2 separate regions of the Mus musculus genome follow, and region 2 is linked to region 1. The links are chromatin contacts, called in public promoter capture Hi-C maps. All regions are on one chromosome and are shown on one strand. The core of a region is the stretch at or near the end of the contact, and the rest is flanking DNA. Distances in the headings are between cores, read along the strand shown.

Region 1 (7,191 bases), core at 1,188-3,687:
GGAAAACCAGCAAGGCTCACCCAGACAGGACTCCACCCTTATCTCCACCCAACCTTAGCCCCGCCCTCACGTGCACACCGCCCACTGACCACAAGCTCCGCCCCCACCCCTCCAGCCTTAAATTCAAGCTCATTCATCAATTTTTAAGGCTCTGCCCCAGCTGTTATGCCCCACCCACATCAAGTAAAGTTCCATTCCCAGGCCACTGAAGACTCACCTCGCTGAACGCCCCACGCCCGATCACCTTCAAAATCTCAAAATCATCCCTCTGCAGTCGGACCTCCTTAAGCCTTGCTGCAATGGGCTCCACTGGGCGGGGGTGGGGGAAGAAGAACCAAGGGTCATCAGAACACTAGCGGTAAGGGTAGTGACTTTATAGCCTCCTTCCTTCTGCCCCTTAAATCGGCTTTAGGATTCTGCTTTCAAAACCTCTGTGATGTTTGTGGGACCCAGAACTGCCTGTTTCCACAGGGTTGCAGGGCAGAAAGGGAGGCAGTGGGAGAAGCTGGCGCATCAGGCCTTTCACTCCCATGTGATGATCAGGGTGCTAAGTCAGGTCACCCGGGGCTCTCACTTAATGTCTCGGGCCACAACCTCGAACTGGAGCTGTGTCAGCACAGCCAGCACGAAGAAGAAGTGGGGGAGGGTCACTGCCCTCCAGCATCCTGGACACTGTTGGAAGGGCTTTCTTGGTTTCCAAAGGGTGAAGGAGAGTCTTCTTATAACCAAAGCTCCAGGGTATAAGGTCCTGTGCTAGGGTGGTTCAGCCAGAGGGGAGAGCAGCTAGGTCTGAGGCTGGCGACTGGGGGTGCGGGGTGGGCAGAGGGAGGTCAGATCTCCCTTAGGGAAGTTCTAAGGCCGGGGAGTAAGGATGGAGGAGGGACGTGTGGGGAAGCGGGGAGATGGGGTCACAGAGAAGAAAGGGGTTTGGGAAAGTGGGCAGCCGGGGAAGATACAGCTAGGGCCAAGGCTGGGGGGTGGGGAGGAGGAGAGAGCCAAGGCGTTGAGCCCTTTTAAGGCAGCGGGAACCCAGGCCCCCTCCCCCGCCCAGGCCTGGCAGGGGAGGGGCCCACAGGATGCTGCTCAGGCCACAAAAGGACTGCTCCTTCCCAGAGGGTCAGACCCCCTGCCCCCACCCCAGTTCTCAGTTTACCCTGCCAGCCCAAACCCCATCCTTCAAAAGAAAGGTTGAGGGAGACACTAAAGACTGGAGAGGAGAAAAAGTCTTTCACAGGCTTAGCAGTCTAACCGATGGCCTCAACCTTTCCATCTGTGAAACGGGGGAGGAGGGGAGAATGCACTAGGGTCACACACATGGGCAGACAGCCAAGAATCAAGACCTGGACCCTTAATAATAGGCACAGAGCAACAAAACAGGTCGTTACTTGTAAGGAAGCTGGGGTAAGCTGGAGCTTTGGCTCAATGTTGGGCAGGAGCAGATAAGGCTCCAAGCTTGTCCACTAGGCCTGAGAAGACCTCTGGGGAAGGGCATTTAAGTCAGCAGAGGAATTAGAGGTCTTGAGCTAGAACCACAAAAGCAGATGAGAAGCCAGGAGGGATGACCAATCTGGCCCACAAAGGCTGGGCGGGATCAGAGTGCTAGGGATGGGCACACTCAGAAGCTGAAGTTGTTCCTTCCTCTTAATTTGGGGAACAGAAAGGGTGCTCGGTGGCGCCTGTCTGCCGGGCTGGTTCTCCCCCAGGGCCTCTGTGAGTCACAGTGCCCTCATAGCTCCTGGACACCTGTCAGGGCAGCTGGGGAGGCAGACGCCAAACACCTGCCTATGGGCCACACCCTGGCAGCTGCCCCACGCTGTCCCTCCCCACACTCTGGGAAACTGGGGAGGGCTATGAAGCCAGTTTGAGGAGCCAAGGGTCCTAAAAGAGAAAGCTGCCAGGTCCTAGTGTGGGTGCTGAGATAGCAGGAGGCTATGCCCACCCCAGCCTGCACTGGCTGAGTCATAGGTGGCCTCACTGACCCTGGTGCCTCACCAGGGGAGCTTGGGGTCAGGTCATGAGCTCTGCTTGGCTCCCTTACAAAAAGCCCTTTCCAGGCCCTCCTGCCCCTCCATAGCCCATTCTTGCCCTGTAGACCCACCTCTGCCTTGCACCCAACCCCAGGCTTCCTATCCATACTCACCCCACTGCAAGAAGTCGGCCACATACTTGTCCTGGGCTAGGTGAGAGGCACCCAGCTCCTGGTGGACGCCCAGGAGAAGGTCGAGCAGGGGCTCCAGTCCCAGGAAGCCTGGGTCCAGCACCAGCTGCTGGAGCTGCCTCAGCCGCACTTCGGCTGACATGTTGGGCAGGCAACACCATGGCCCCTCCCCGGGCCGGAGCTCGGGGTCTTCCCGTCACAGGGCCTGGCTGCCCCTGTCCAGGCCCCAGAACCCTAGCTGCATGTCTGCCCGTCCCTGACTATCCCTTGGGTCTCTCTGGCCAGTTCTATGCTTAAGGCCTCCTCCTCTTTTCTCCACCCCTTGGCCCAGCCCCCCTCCCGCCTCCCAGTTTTTAACCCCTCCTGAGCCAACACCCCAACTCCCTTCTTCCAGGGCCCCTCAAAACTCTTCAGAGCCCAATGTCAGGGGACAGAGTAATACTCCAGGGTTGCCCCCCCCCATTGACTCTACCCACCCATAAAGAGAGCACAGGGAGTTACAGGTGGGAGGTGTCAGTGCCCAGGAGAGCCAGTCTATAGACTCAGAGCTGGGAGGGGTTGGGGGAAAGGGCTGATGCCTGGGCAACAGGGGGTGAGGGGGTAGTGGGGGGGGCAAAGGCCAGGGGCAGCTTCTTCGTGACTCAGCAATGGATTCCGACTTTGGGACAGTTAAATTTAGCCCCTGTGCCTGCTGTATTACCCGCCCCCCCATTTTTTGGCAGGAGGTAGAAGGAAGATCAGGAGAGAGTTTGCTCAGCCGCCAGGGCCAGGGGTGACCTGCTGGCCCCAGCCTGGGGGAGGCAAGTGGTGGATCCAGGCCCTCCTTAAGCAAAAGAGAACCCCAAAATAGCTCCTTGGCCACAGGCCGGGGCAGCCACATTCCTGCCTGGGCTAGGATTAGAGACAGAAACATTTTAGGGGTTGAGGGCGGAGCTGCCTGGACAGCAAGCCAGGCGACAAGTTAGCTTCTTTCTAGGGTGGCCAGTTCTCTGGGGAGGAAATCATGACCTCCAGCTGGCACTAGATGGCCAGTCATAAATGGGCCAGGGGCAGCAGACTGCAAAGGCATGTTCAGAGGAGGCAGGGAGTGCAGTCAATTCCAGCATCCTCCTCTCCCCAAGGAGAGCATGCTTGGATAGTCCTGGTGTTTAAAACAAGTTTCAAACATCTCCAAGGACCTAGTAGGAAGGCCATCTCAGCCTCTTGACTTTGGGGGTCGAGACTCATCTTTCAGAGGGCTCTCTGCTCGGGGCTAGGGATGGGGAAACAGCTAAGATTGGGCTTCCTTTGGTCAGAGCACAGCTTGGAGGCCAAGTACTGCAACCCCCACCCTACCCTGCCCCAGGGAACAGAAACACTGTGCAAACAAGGACTTTAGTATAAATAAGAGGTCCAGGGGAACAAGGAGGGCCCTCAGGGCTTCCATAATTTAACACTTTCAAAATCACAGACCATAGCAAGGGGTGGAGTTTGGGCAGGAGTGGGGATGGCCCCTGCCCTGCCCTCTCACCCAGGGGTACTGTGGGCTAAGTCTCTCCCAGGAGTGAACAGTCACATGCTGGGACAGGGATATGGTTAACACTGATGTTTCAGAGAACAGGTCATTGTACTTGGCAGTGGGTGGAGGACAGGGCCAAGGCCACACAGGACACTACATCCCCATGGCTGGGCCAACCTAGGGGACCCCCAGTATGTGTGCAGCGTGGGGCTTGGAGCAGTCCTTCCATCATGATTAGTCTTGTTAATACAGTGATTCTTGAGGTCAGCGGGGAGGGTTATGGCTAGGAGGCCGGGAACATGGGACATCCACATTTCACACCACAGTGCCACTGGGGGAGCTGCCTGGTTGGGAGGAGATGCCCTGGGGAGAACAAGAGGAGAAAGGTGGATTAGACAGCACCTGGGCTTCTGCCAGAACCCGGAGAAGGAGCCACCCAAAGGCCTTGGAGCTGCTGCCCCAGCTGGGATCTGCCCCCCAGGCCTAAAGCTGCTGTCCTAGCTAGGAACAAACAGCTCGGCCGTCTCCACTGACCCAGAGTAGCACTTCCACAGTAATGTGGCCCCAGGTGTCCTGGGCATACAGGGGACGACAGTGGAGAGAAAAGAAACTGGGGTCCACTTGCAGCTTCAGGGGTTGTCCTACCTCTACAACTGACTTGCTGGGTGACCTGGGCCAACTTGCTTGCCCTGCCTGGGCCTCGGTCTCCTCGTCTGTGAACTAGGGAGACAGAGGGGTGTCTGTGAGAACTCAGTCAACTCCCGCAGCCCTACTAGCCTGGCAGTGGCTCTGCAACTGCCTGACGTTCTAAGGCTTCTGGACTCTAGCCTTCCAAAGCAAGGGACTGAAGGACTGAGGGCAGAGTAGGGTCCTAGACACTGAGACCACATGCTCAAGCCTGACCAGGTGACAGGCCTGCACCTCACCAACTAAGAGCACAGCCACTGCACAGCCCATCTGTGAGACCCAATGACCAGGACCACACAGCAGCAAGAGGAAGTGCAGGCCTGGACCCTGGCTAATTCCCATCCAGGCCTTCAGCAGCTGGCTCAGAAACAGTGTCTAAGAGGCAGGCCAGAAGTGGGCCCCCAGCTCAATCACATCCCTAGACCTGAATAAAGTTTCACCATCTACACTTCAGATTTCCTATAAACACAGGTTCTGCCTTGAGTGTGAAGTACTAAGGATGAGCCATATGGGCCAGCAGAGGCTCTAAAGACGTTAGCTGTGGTTCCCCCCATTCTGTCTCCTATACCTGACCTTTCTGCTGACGGATAACTGGCATCCGGTAGGGACAGAACTGGTGCCCCTCAGCGCTTGGGCAGGTGCGGACTCACCGCCTTGCCTGGCCGGGCCCAGGTGCAGATGAGGCCCTCTTGGCAGGCAGTGATGATACAATCCTCCAGGAACAGTAGCACGGTCAGGCGTTCCTGAGCAATCTTCTTGCACACGAGAGGCTCCAGCAGTGGCACCTCATGGATCCGAGGGCACAGTGCCGTGCCCAGCACCTTAGCTGGGTCCAATCGGCTTCGGGGGGCAGGACCACTGAGCTTGTCATTGCTGCTATTGCCCCCACTGCCACCGCGGCTGATGTTTCCCAGGCTATGGTAGCGTTTGTGTTCCTTCTCAGCTCCCCGGTCCCGCCGCTCCTGCAGGGTCAGTGTGGCAAAGCGGCCAATGCTGAATGGTATGCCAGGCTCCATCGATGCACTAGGCCCACCAGCCTTGCCACCACCAGCTGGGTGTGGGAGACTGTTGGAACGAGACAGGGAGCGGGGCAGGGGGCCTGCACCTGTCTCTCCGGCCCGAGAACTACCAGAAGCTGGTGGGGTGGCACCAGGTGTGCCCGGAAGGGTGCGGGTACGGGCCAGAGACGGATGAGGGGAGAGCACATCTTCTGTGAGGTCCCACAGGCAGAACTGTGTGTCCTGGCCAGCTGAGCCAAAGCGGTACGTGATGGAGCCAGCCTTGGGCAGTGGGGACACTGGGGCTCCTGTGTCTGAGCTGGTGACTTCAGGCTCCTCCTCTTCACCACTGGGATCTCCATCAGCACTGGCTGACGCCGCCTCCTCTGCGCGAGTGGTGTAGGGATCAAAGGCTACAGCGTTGACCCAGGACTTGTGGCCATGGCCTCGAGCCACCACACGACCCTCCGTGAAGGACCACACAGTGACTAAGTCATCTTCCCCTCCTGTCACCACGTAGCGGCCATCAGGGCTCCAGCACACACACAGCAGACCCCCAAAGTAGCTCTTCATGAGCCCACGCAGAAGCATGCTGTCAAAGTGGAAGACACGCAGGCAGCCATCCTGGCTGACACAGGCTAAGTGTCGGCCATCAGGTGAGAATGCAAACTCATTGAGGGGCCCCTCACCCACTGCCCACTTGGCTAGTGGATTGCGGGGTGCCTTGCTTTTGGCTGCATAGACAGCAAAGCCCTCACCCTGTTTCAGCAGACTATACTGGGGTGGGGTGGAGGTGCAGGGGTGACTGACGTTGTAGAGGTACAGGTGGCCACTGGCGTGAGAAGCAAGGAACAGACTCTCTGACTCAGGCAGCCACTTCAAATATGTCACCTTGGTCTTGTCAATCAGCCGCTGCAAAGGGAACACCAGGGTGGGGTTGGGAAGTGGTGAGTACTCCTGACAGGCCACATCTTATCCTGGACCCCAGCTCTCCCACTGACTGAGACAGAAGGCAGGTGGCACAGGGATACTGGGAAGGGCTGCCAGTGAAGAGCTCCATGGAGCCTCCATTATCCTCCACCCACTTAACTGTGGCTCTGTCTTCACTGCCAGCTGAAAGACAAGAACTTCAACTCCAGAACACCAGGGTCCCCTGAGGAAGGATCCTCATCACTAGTCTGGCCCCCAGCAGCTGAAACAACACTCAGAGGACATGCCCAAGCAATGTCCCTGCACAAACTGATGGCAACCTCACCCTATCAGCCACGTCAAAACCCTCCAAGCCTCTCTCCTCTGCCCACAATGAAGTCAAAGCTTTCAACAAAAGCCATGGGCTTCCAGAGCCAAGTGCTCACAGCCCAGGCCACTCTCACCACCCACAATGCCTCACTGCTGGCCCCAGACACATACAGCTGCCTCTCACCCCCCACCCCCACCCCACCCCCCCGTCCGCGGCCTGAGAGTCGGCTTGAGGCAGCCACTGTGATGACCCAACTTCTCTGGGACCAAGAAGTGGGACCAAGCTGCTTACTTGCTCAAAGCTGATAAAACCACCAGGCCTGCAATTGTCTCTACCCTACGGCTCAGGCACAGCCGCAGCTGGGTGTGCAAGGCTACTCCTCAGACTGCTACTGAAGAGGAGGGCACCGTCCTTCCTACAGCTTTCCAGGACAATCAGAGCCAGCACCTCCTGCTCTTTCTCAGAATACATCTTCTGTCTTCTCTCCCTCAACTGCTACCCTGGCAACATGGCCCAACGGCTGTCCTGTTTCGTGGAATTTATCTAAGATGTTCCTTCTATTCTGTAGCCCAGGCAGACCTTGAACTTTTGGTCTTCCTGCCTCAGCCTC
Region 2 (7,191 bases), core at 2,911-5,410, 410 kb before region 1:
CCTGTGCTGACCCCTGGCTGCCTCCTCTTTCTGACTTCTTAAGGAAAAAATAAAATAAAACATAACCCGGGCCAGGAAGCATCCATCACGAGCTGTCCAGCTGAGGCCGGAGGGGCAGAGGTCAACAGGGAGGTGACCTCAAGGACTCTGTGGGGATTTGGATCCGGCTGGGCTCCGGCTTGAGAGGCTGGAAAATTTCCCACCCTGAGATTTTCCTGCATCAATCCAGGAGGGCGCCCTGGATGCTGCCAGCCCAACCCCCCAGCTCCTTCCTCTCCCGCCAAGGTTTTCCCCCCACTCGCTAAGCACGGGTGGGGAGGGCTGTGCCAAGCAGACCTAGAAGAACATCAGACACCGGGATGGATAAAACAGCGTTATCTGGCTCAGGACAGACAAGTGCAGGCCTCAGAACCGCAGCTCAAGGACTCGGTATCAACGGCAACTGAGGAGTATCTGGTCATTTGTGGCTTCCCTAGGAGTTGGACCCCGGCCCTGGTGGCCTTGGGTGTGTGCAAGAGAGCTTGGCCCTGGGCCCTGTTTTCCCGCCCCTGCACTTGGGACTCAGCCCTTCCTAGTGTTAAATAGAAACCTCTTTATTCTAAGTATCTACCATTCCTTAATACGTTGGATTGGGGCCAGACCTTGAGGTGAGGGGAAAGGAGGTGGGGCTAGGATATTTCTGTAAAGCCTTCCAGAAGGCTCCCCGCCATGCCATGCTGGGATACAAGGGAGGAGGGTGCGGGGAATGACCCTGGCAGCCTTGGGGGAACTCTTTGCTCGTTCTGGCCTCAGTTTCCCTTCTGGAGGGGATGCTCCGGGCTGGGTGGGTTATCTAAGGAACCTCCTATCCCAGAAGTCGGTGTCTCAGGCAGGGAGTCACGTGGAAGGGAGGAGGGTCTATCAGCAGCAACATGGGCACCGGGTGCCTCAGCGATCGGCTCGGGCTCTAACTGGTGATGGAGGACGAGGCCGCAGGGGCAGACAAGCCAGATTGGGCCTGGCCAGCCGGGACACTGGGAGGCGTCCCAAGAGGAGAGGGAGGCCAAGACAGAAAGATGTGCGGGGCACAGGGATGTCGGCAAAGAAGGCACGGTCCCTAGAGGGTGGTAGGGCACCACTTTCAGATAGTTCCAGGTCCCGGGCCACCGCCAGGATCTCCTGACGGGCAGCTGTGTTTCGAAGACCTCTGATGTCAAGGAGGGCTGCCACATGCTTCCGCCTGTTGGGAGAGGACGGGAAGACAAAGGTCCATGAGGATCCTGGGACCCAGACAGGTACCCAGCCCATCAGTGTACCCTGCGTGAACTCTGGAACTCTTTGTCTCATTTCCTGGTGTCATCTTGTCCCAATCTCTTGCAGACATTTCCAAATTTTCCATGTAGAATCGTCCAGAACTCTTACCTCCAAGCTCAGTAATAAAAACTTTTTGTTCAGTGTCTCTAATCCTCATTAACTTAACTTTCAATCTTCATTCTAACTTACCTCAGCAGTCTCCTTTAATAGGACATTTACAGTAAAGGAGACTGAAGCAAGGATCTCACATGTAAGAGGTTCTAGGCAGGGGCTCTACCACTGAGCCACGCCCCCAGGCACTCACTGGGGGATTCTAGGCAGGGGCTCTACCACTGAGCCACGCCCCCAGCCCCTCACTGGGGGATTCTAGGCAAGGGTCTACCACTGAGCCATGCCCCCAGCCCCTCACTGGGGGATTCTAGGCAGGGGTCTACCACTGAGCCACGCCCCCAGCCCCTCACTGGGGGATTCTAGGCAGGGGCTCTACCACGGAGCCACACCCCAGCCCCTCACTGGGGGATTCTAAGCAGGGTTCCACCTCTGAATCTTATCTCTAATCCCCCCCACCTTTGTTTTTGTTTTTTTGAGACAGGGTTTCTCTGTGTACTCCTGGCTGTCCTGGAACTCACTCTGTAGACCAGGCTGGCCACAAACTCAGAAATCCATCTGCCTCTGCCTCCCGAGTGCTGGGATTAAAGGCGTGTGCCACCACGCCCGGCCTCTAGCCCCCTTTTTTAAGTTTTATTTTCAGATAGTGTCTCACTAAATTATCCAGGCTTTCCTTGAGCTTCTGATTCTCTCAGTCTCCTGAGTAGGTAGATTTACACACTCGAGTTGCCACTTCTAAATCCGGAAGGTATGCTAACACTTGGCAGATGCCACAGCTAACCCTTAGTTCCCTCATCCCTTTCCTCCCGATGGCCTCACTCAGCCTAAGAGTGTCGCCCCACTAAATCCTAACCCCCTCTTTCTGCAGGTCTGGTTTGGAAGCTTCTCCACCACTGACATCCAAACCTCACTGTCTCTTCATTTAGATCATTCTAGATCATTCTTGAGCTTTCAGCCCCTAGGATACTCATGCCACTCCTAACCCAGTCTGCAAACGGGGGCACCTCTGAAGAGTCCACGCTACAATTCACCGTCTAATCATCTTTGTGCTCGAAAGCACCTCTGCTCCACAAACCCTTATCCTAAGCCCCAGCTACTAGAAGTTTCCCCTGCCCTTCCATCTCAACTCCACATCCCTGATGCATAACAAAGCTCCACAGCTGGTGTGATAGATCACACCTGGGATCCCAGCCCTGAGGTAGGAGGATGGCCCCTGCCTCACCAGGTACTCGCTGCCAAGCCTGAAGGCCCAAGTTCAATCCTCAAAACCTACACGGTTGGAGGAGAGAACTGACCTCTTGCAAAGTGTCCTCTGCCCCCCCCCCATGTGTGCACTGTGTCGTGCATGCTCCTCCCTCCCCAAATAAGAAGAATAAAGATGTCAGGCTTGGTGGCACACGCCTTTAATCCCAGCACTCAGGAAGCAGAGGCAAGTGAATCTCTGCAAGTTCAAGACCAGCCTGGTCAGTCGGGCAGTGGTGGCGCACACCTTTAACCCCAGCACTTGGGAGGCAGAGGCAAGAAGATTTCTAAGTTTGAGGCCAGCCTGGTCTACAGAGTGAGTTATTGGACAGCCAGGGCTACACAGAGAAACCCTGTCTTGGAAAACAAAAAAGGGGGCTGGAGAGATGGCTCAGTGGTTAAGAACACTGACTGCTCTTCCAAAGGTCCTGAGTTCAATTCCCAGCAACCACATGGTGGCTCACACCATTTGTAATGAGATCTGATGCACTCTTCTGGTGTGTCTGAAGACAACTACAGTGTACTTATATAAATAATAATAAATCTTTAAAAACAAACAAACAACAAAAGAAGAAGAAGAAGAAAAAACCCCAGCCTTGTCTACAGAGAAACCTTTTCTTGGAAAAATAAAATAAAATAAAATAAAATAAACACAGCTAATTCTAAGAGTTTAGCAAGGTCCCATTCACTGGACCATTTCGCTGTGCCTGAACTCTGACTCAACTTCAGAAATCCCCTGAGGATGCTGGGAATCCTTGAGATCGCTTATACCTCCAGAACAGAATCCTCTCCCTTGACTCCAAGCCTTCAAATCTCAAACTCAGCCCTCCTCCCACCATGCTCCTGTGGAGACTAGCTGCCCCTGCCCACCACAGTGCCAGGAAGCCACTCCTCCCATTGCTACTTCATTAGACCACTGTCTGTCACTCACAGGTGACAATGTCCTGTCCTGGATTTGAAATCAGATCTGCTGGTCTGCATTCAAATCCCAGACTCTTGTCACTTGACAACTGTGAGACCATGCATTATACAGGTAAGTTATTTTGCATTTCTAAAAACAAAAACAACCAAAACAAAAACAAAACAACCAAAACAAAAACAACAAAAAAACCATCAAAAAACATACTTTTGCCCTCTCTCTCTCTCTCTCTCTCTCTCTCTCTCTCTCTCTCTCTCTCTCTCTCTGCTCTCTATGTAGCCCTGGCTGTCCTGGAACTCAGAAATCCACCTCACCCCTACCTCCAGAGTGCTGGGATTAAAGGCATGTGCCACCACACCCTGGCTGGACTGCAGCTTTTACTGTTAAACTGTCCTAGATAAGAATGAAGGTGTAATTCCCACAGCCAGCTCACAATTAGGGTATTACCATCCGTAGGCAGCAGACAAGGAAGGTCTGGTCAAAAGGAAGTGGCCCACCTAGATTTGGACGTGCCTGCTACTGTCCCTTGAGTGTGCGCCCACATGCCCGTGTGTGTCCCCCGTGTCCCCGGCGGTTCCCTGCAGGGCCAGCCCTTCCTGCCGCCGGGCGGCCTGCGCCCCCCTTGCCCCGGGCTTCCTGTGACCGCTTGTTTGTTTGCGAGCCCTGGTGGCGGTGGCGGCGGCAGCAGAAGGAGGGAAATCGTATTAAGAATGCCCTGGTCCCAGCAGGAAACAGCCGTCAGACACGCTCTGCTCTCTGCCGCCACCCTGCTTTGGCGCAGGCCAGGAAACGCTGGGACGGATGCCAAAGAGACCCGGGGGCTTGCTGCACCTCACCTGATGTCTGGGTAGTCCCGCACCAGCACCCCGACCTCCACCTGGATGCTCGGAGTGTCCTCCAACTGTAGGATCTCTGCCAAGTGTGGCACCACTTGGTCAAGCCAATAAGCCTGGGACTCCTGTGGGAACAAGGGTTTCAGGGTCACCCAATGCAAGCCCCTTCTCCCCAATACCCTTTCCATGCTGAGCCTTGCTCCTCCCTAGCTCTTTAGTCTTCCCCATGGGTAAGAGGGCTCAGAAGGCAGCCTGGCAAGGCATTAGCTACAAGCTTTGCTTATATGATGGAGAACCCCTTATATAATCTGCCCCCGAGTTTTTACAGATAACCCTAGATTGGGTAACAGGAACTAAAATCTGCTAGTTGTCTGGGCAGTGGTGGCGCACGCCTTTAATCCCAGCACTGGGGAGGCAGAGGCAGGCAGATCTCTGTGAGTTCGAGGCCAACTTGGTCTACAGAGCCACAGGTCTTCCAAAACAAACAACAACAACAACAAAAATCTAACCAATTCCATCCAGGTTTGGTAGCAAATACCCATAATCCCAGCATGGGTGAGGTGGAGGCAGGAGGATCTGGAGTTCAGCCATCTTCAACCATAAGGAATTTAAGGCCAGTCTCAGGTGTGTGAGACATAACTTCAAAACCCAAAACCAAACAAACTTTAAAAACACCCACACTAGGGAGGCAGAGGCAGGGGCATTTGAAGCTGGCTACATAGTCAAGAAACAAGAGCTAGAGCACAGACACTTGATGGGGAAGGGGAGTGTAAGATAGAGTTATTCCAGGTGGGACTGAGGGCCAGCGTGTGCGAGGCTCTCCGTTCTGTCTTCTGCTCTGCCACCAAAAAGGGGTGGAATGTCATCATTCAGAAAGCATGGCTAAAACGTCCAGAGGGCCACCGTGTGCTCTTTCAGAGGGCTGCCTGTAAGTCCACAAAAATTATCTTGAAAATGTTTCAGTAAGTGAAACTATAAATTCCCAAGGACACACAGGCTATGAATCCCTAGAGCACCTCGTGAGTTCATGGGCCACCCTGCCTGCCCATGACAACTGGACCAACAGATTTGGGACTGCAAATTCTTGCATTTAGTGATATTTGGATTCAGAAAATTGTTTGTTTGTTTGTTTGTTTTTGAGACAAGGTCTCACTGCATAGCTCTGATGGCCTGGACCTCAATATGTGTAGACCAGGTTGGCCTCTAAATCATGACCCTCCTGCCTCATCCCTCCCAGTGCTGTGATTACAGGATTACCATAGCTGGAATATTTTTTTTTCCTTTAAAAATACTTTAGGGCTGGAGAGATGGCTCAGAGGTTAAGAGCACTGACTGCTCTTCCAGAGGTCCTGAGTTCAATTCTCAGCAACCACATGGTGGCTTACAACCATCTGTAATGAAATCTGATGCCCTCTTCTGGTGTGTCTGAAGACAGCTATAGTGTACTCATATATATAAAATAAATACGTAATTCTTTAAAAAGAAATACTTTAGCTGGGCAAAGTGGTTGCACACCTTCAATCCCAGCACTCAGGAGGCAGAGTTAGGTGAGTTTGAGGCAAATTTAGTCTACGTAGCAAATTCCAGGACAGTCAGGAGTGCATAGGGAGACCATCTCAAAAACAAAACAAGACTTGTTTTAAACGTATGGGTGTTCTCTCTGCGCCATGTGAATGAATGCCTGGAGCCCAAGAAGCCAGAATACAGTGTTGGATGAATTAAGTACGGTTTTGAGCTGCCATGTGGGGACTGCGAATCGAACCCGTGTTCTCTGCAAGAGTAACCAGGGCTCTCCAGGCCCCCGCCCTTTTTTCGGTCTTCTTGGTCTTGAAATTCCCAATCCTTCTGCCTCCGCATCCCTAGTACTGGGTGGCGGCAGGTGTGCATCATCACGAACCCAGCTTCCCTGTCCTGCTTTGGAAGCCAAACTGACCCCCACTCCGGACAGCCCCGCCTCCAGCTCTTACCTGTCTCCCTTCCCCCGGGTTTGCCCAGCCCAGCCCAGCCTGGCACTCACCAGCCGCCGAAACAACCGCTGCAGCTGCGCCGCGTCCTCGCGGAGCCTCCCCGCCACACGGCTGCGGGTCCTCGCAGAGCGACAGCGCAGGCGCCCGCGGAGCAGTGGCCGCACATACTCCACCAGCGCCCGTCGGTGCAGCTCAGCCACCAGAACCTGGGGACGGTGGGAGACCCGGACACGCTCTAGACCGCTCCCAACCAGTAGGCTTTCGGGAGGACCCCTGTTTCAAGCTCTGCCCACACAGGCGGAACACTCCTAATACATGTGGGAACCCTCTGTTCCTCACGGAGTGCCCGGCTCCTTTAAAGTCAGACTCTCTACGGATCCCCTCATCCTAACAGATCCTTAATCGGATCCCACACACACCACTCTCCCTAAGGTGTGCCACAACCTAGGCTTTCCCAAAGTCTTCCCTGCAGAGGCTCCAACCTGAACCTGCACCCCGGTTTCTAGGGCCATGCTTCCCTCTGCAGGCCCCAGATGAGGAGCCACCTATGTGCTTCCAGAAAAGCGACTCCCCACTTGGTAGGGTCTCCCCCAGGACAATAGCTCTCTGAGCATCTCTGTCCCCCTCCCATCTGATCACCTGGTACGGTTCATCCTGCATTCTGCGCAGGGCCAGGGCCTGGGCGCCGAGTGTGCCCACGATGCCATCCAGAGCTTCTGAACTGCTCAGCCACTTCCTGCGCATCAGCTTGTTGAAGTGAGGCTGGTAGGACAGCGCAGAAGGGAGGGTTTCAACCTCCTCCCTCCACCCTCCCACACTTCTCTTAGGA

Evidence for each region. Promoter capture Hi-C pulls out the DNA fragments that hold promoters and counts their contacts.
Region 2: a promoter capture Hi-C map of liver shows a contact between it and region 1. The contact joins the enhancer-like site here to the promoter of Dmpk in region 1. A contact is called at or near these places in 3 of 39 promoter capture datasets (cranial neural crest, frontonasal cranial neural crest and liver), 1 of 115 datasets of contacts at active chromatin or transcription factors (pancreatic cancer cells) and 1 of 9 other capture datasets (adipose tissue).

What each region holds. Positions count from the first base shown.
Region 1 is chr7:19,079,104-19,086,294 of GRCm38.p6, reverse strand. It overlaps Dmpk (dystrophia myotonica-protein kinase), which reads right to left and starts at 2,437. Exons shown (of 15, transcript NM_001379257.1): 1 at 2,141-2,437; 2 at 218-309. The coding sequence starts at 2,300. It overlaps Dmwd (dystrophia myotonica-containing WD repeat motif), which reads right to left. Exons shown (of 5, transcript NM_010058.2): 3 at 4,994-6,253; 4 at 4,302-4,376; 5 at 3,520-4,019. The coding sequence ends at 3,972.
Region 2 is chr7:19,488,985-19,496,175 of GRCm38.p6, reverse strand. It overlaps Exoc3l2 (exocyst complex component 3-like 2), which reads right to left. Exons shown (of 12, transcript NM_001370800.1): 9 at 7,002-7,124; 10 at 6,413-6,568; 11 at 4,399-4,520; 12 at 1-1,219. The coding sequence ends at 928. Among named protein-coding and RNA genes, the nearest start is that of Bloc1s3, 16 kb to the left of the region's middle. Within about 2 kb of position 4,160, at least 36 of the 459 cell types and tissues checked have an H3K27ac peak or open chromatin away from gene starts, as enhancers often do. A contact at or near this core is called in adipose tissue and liver, where this site is marked.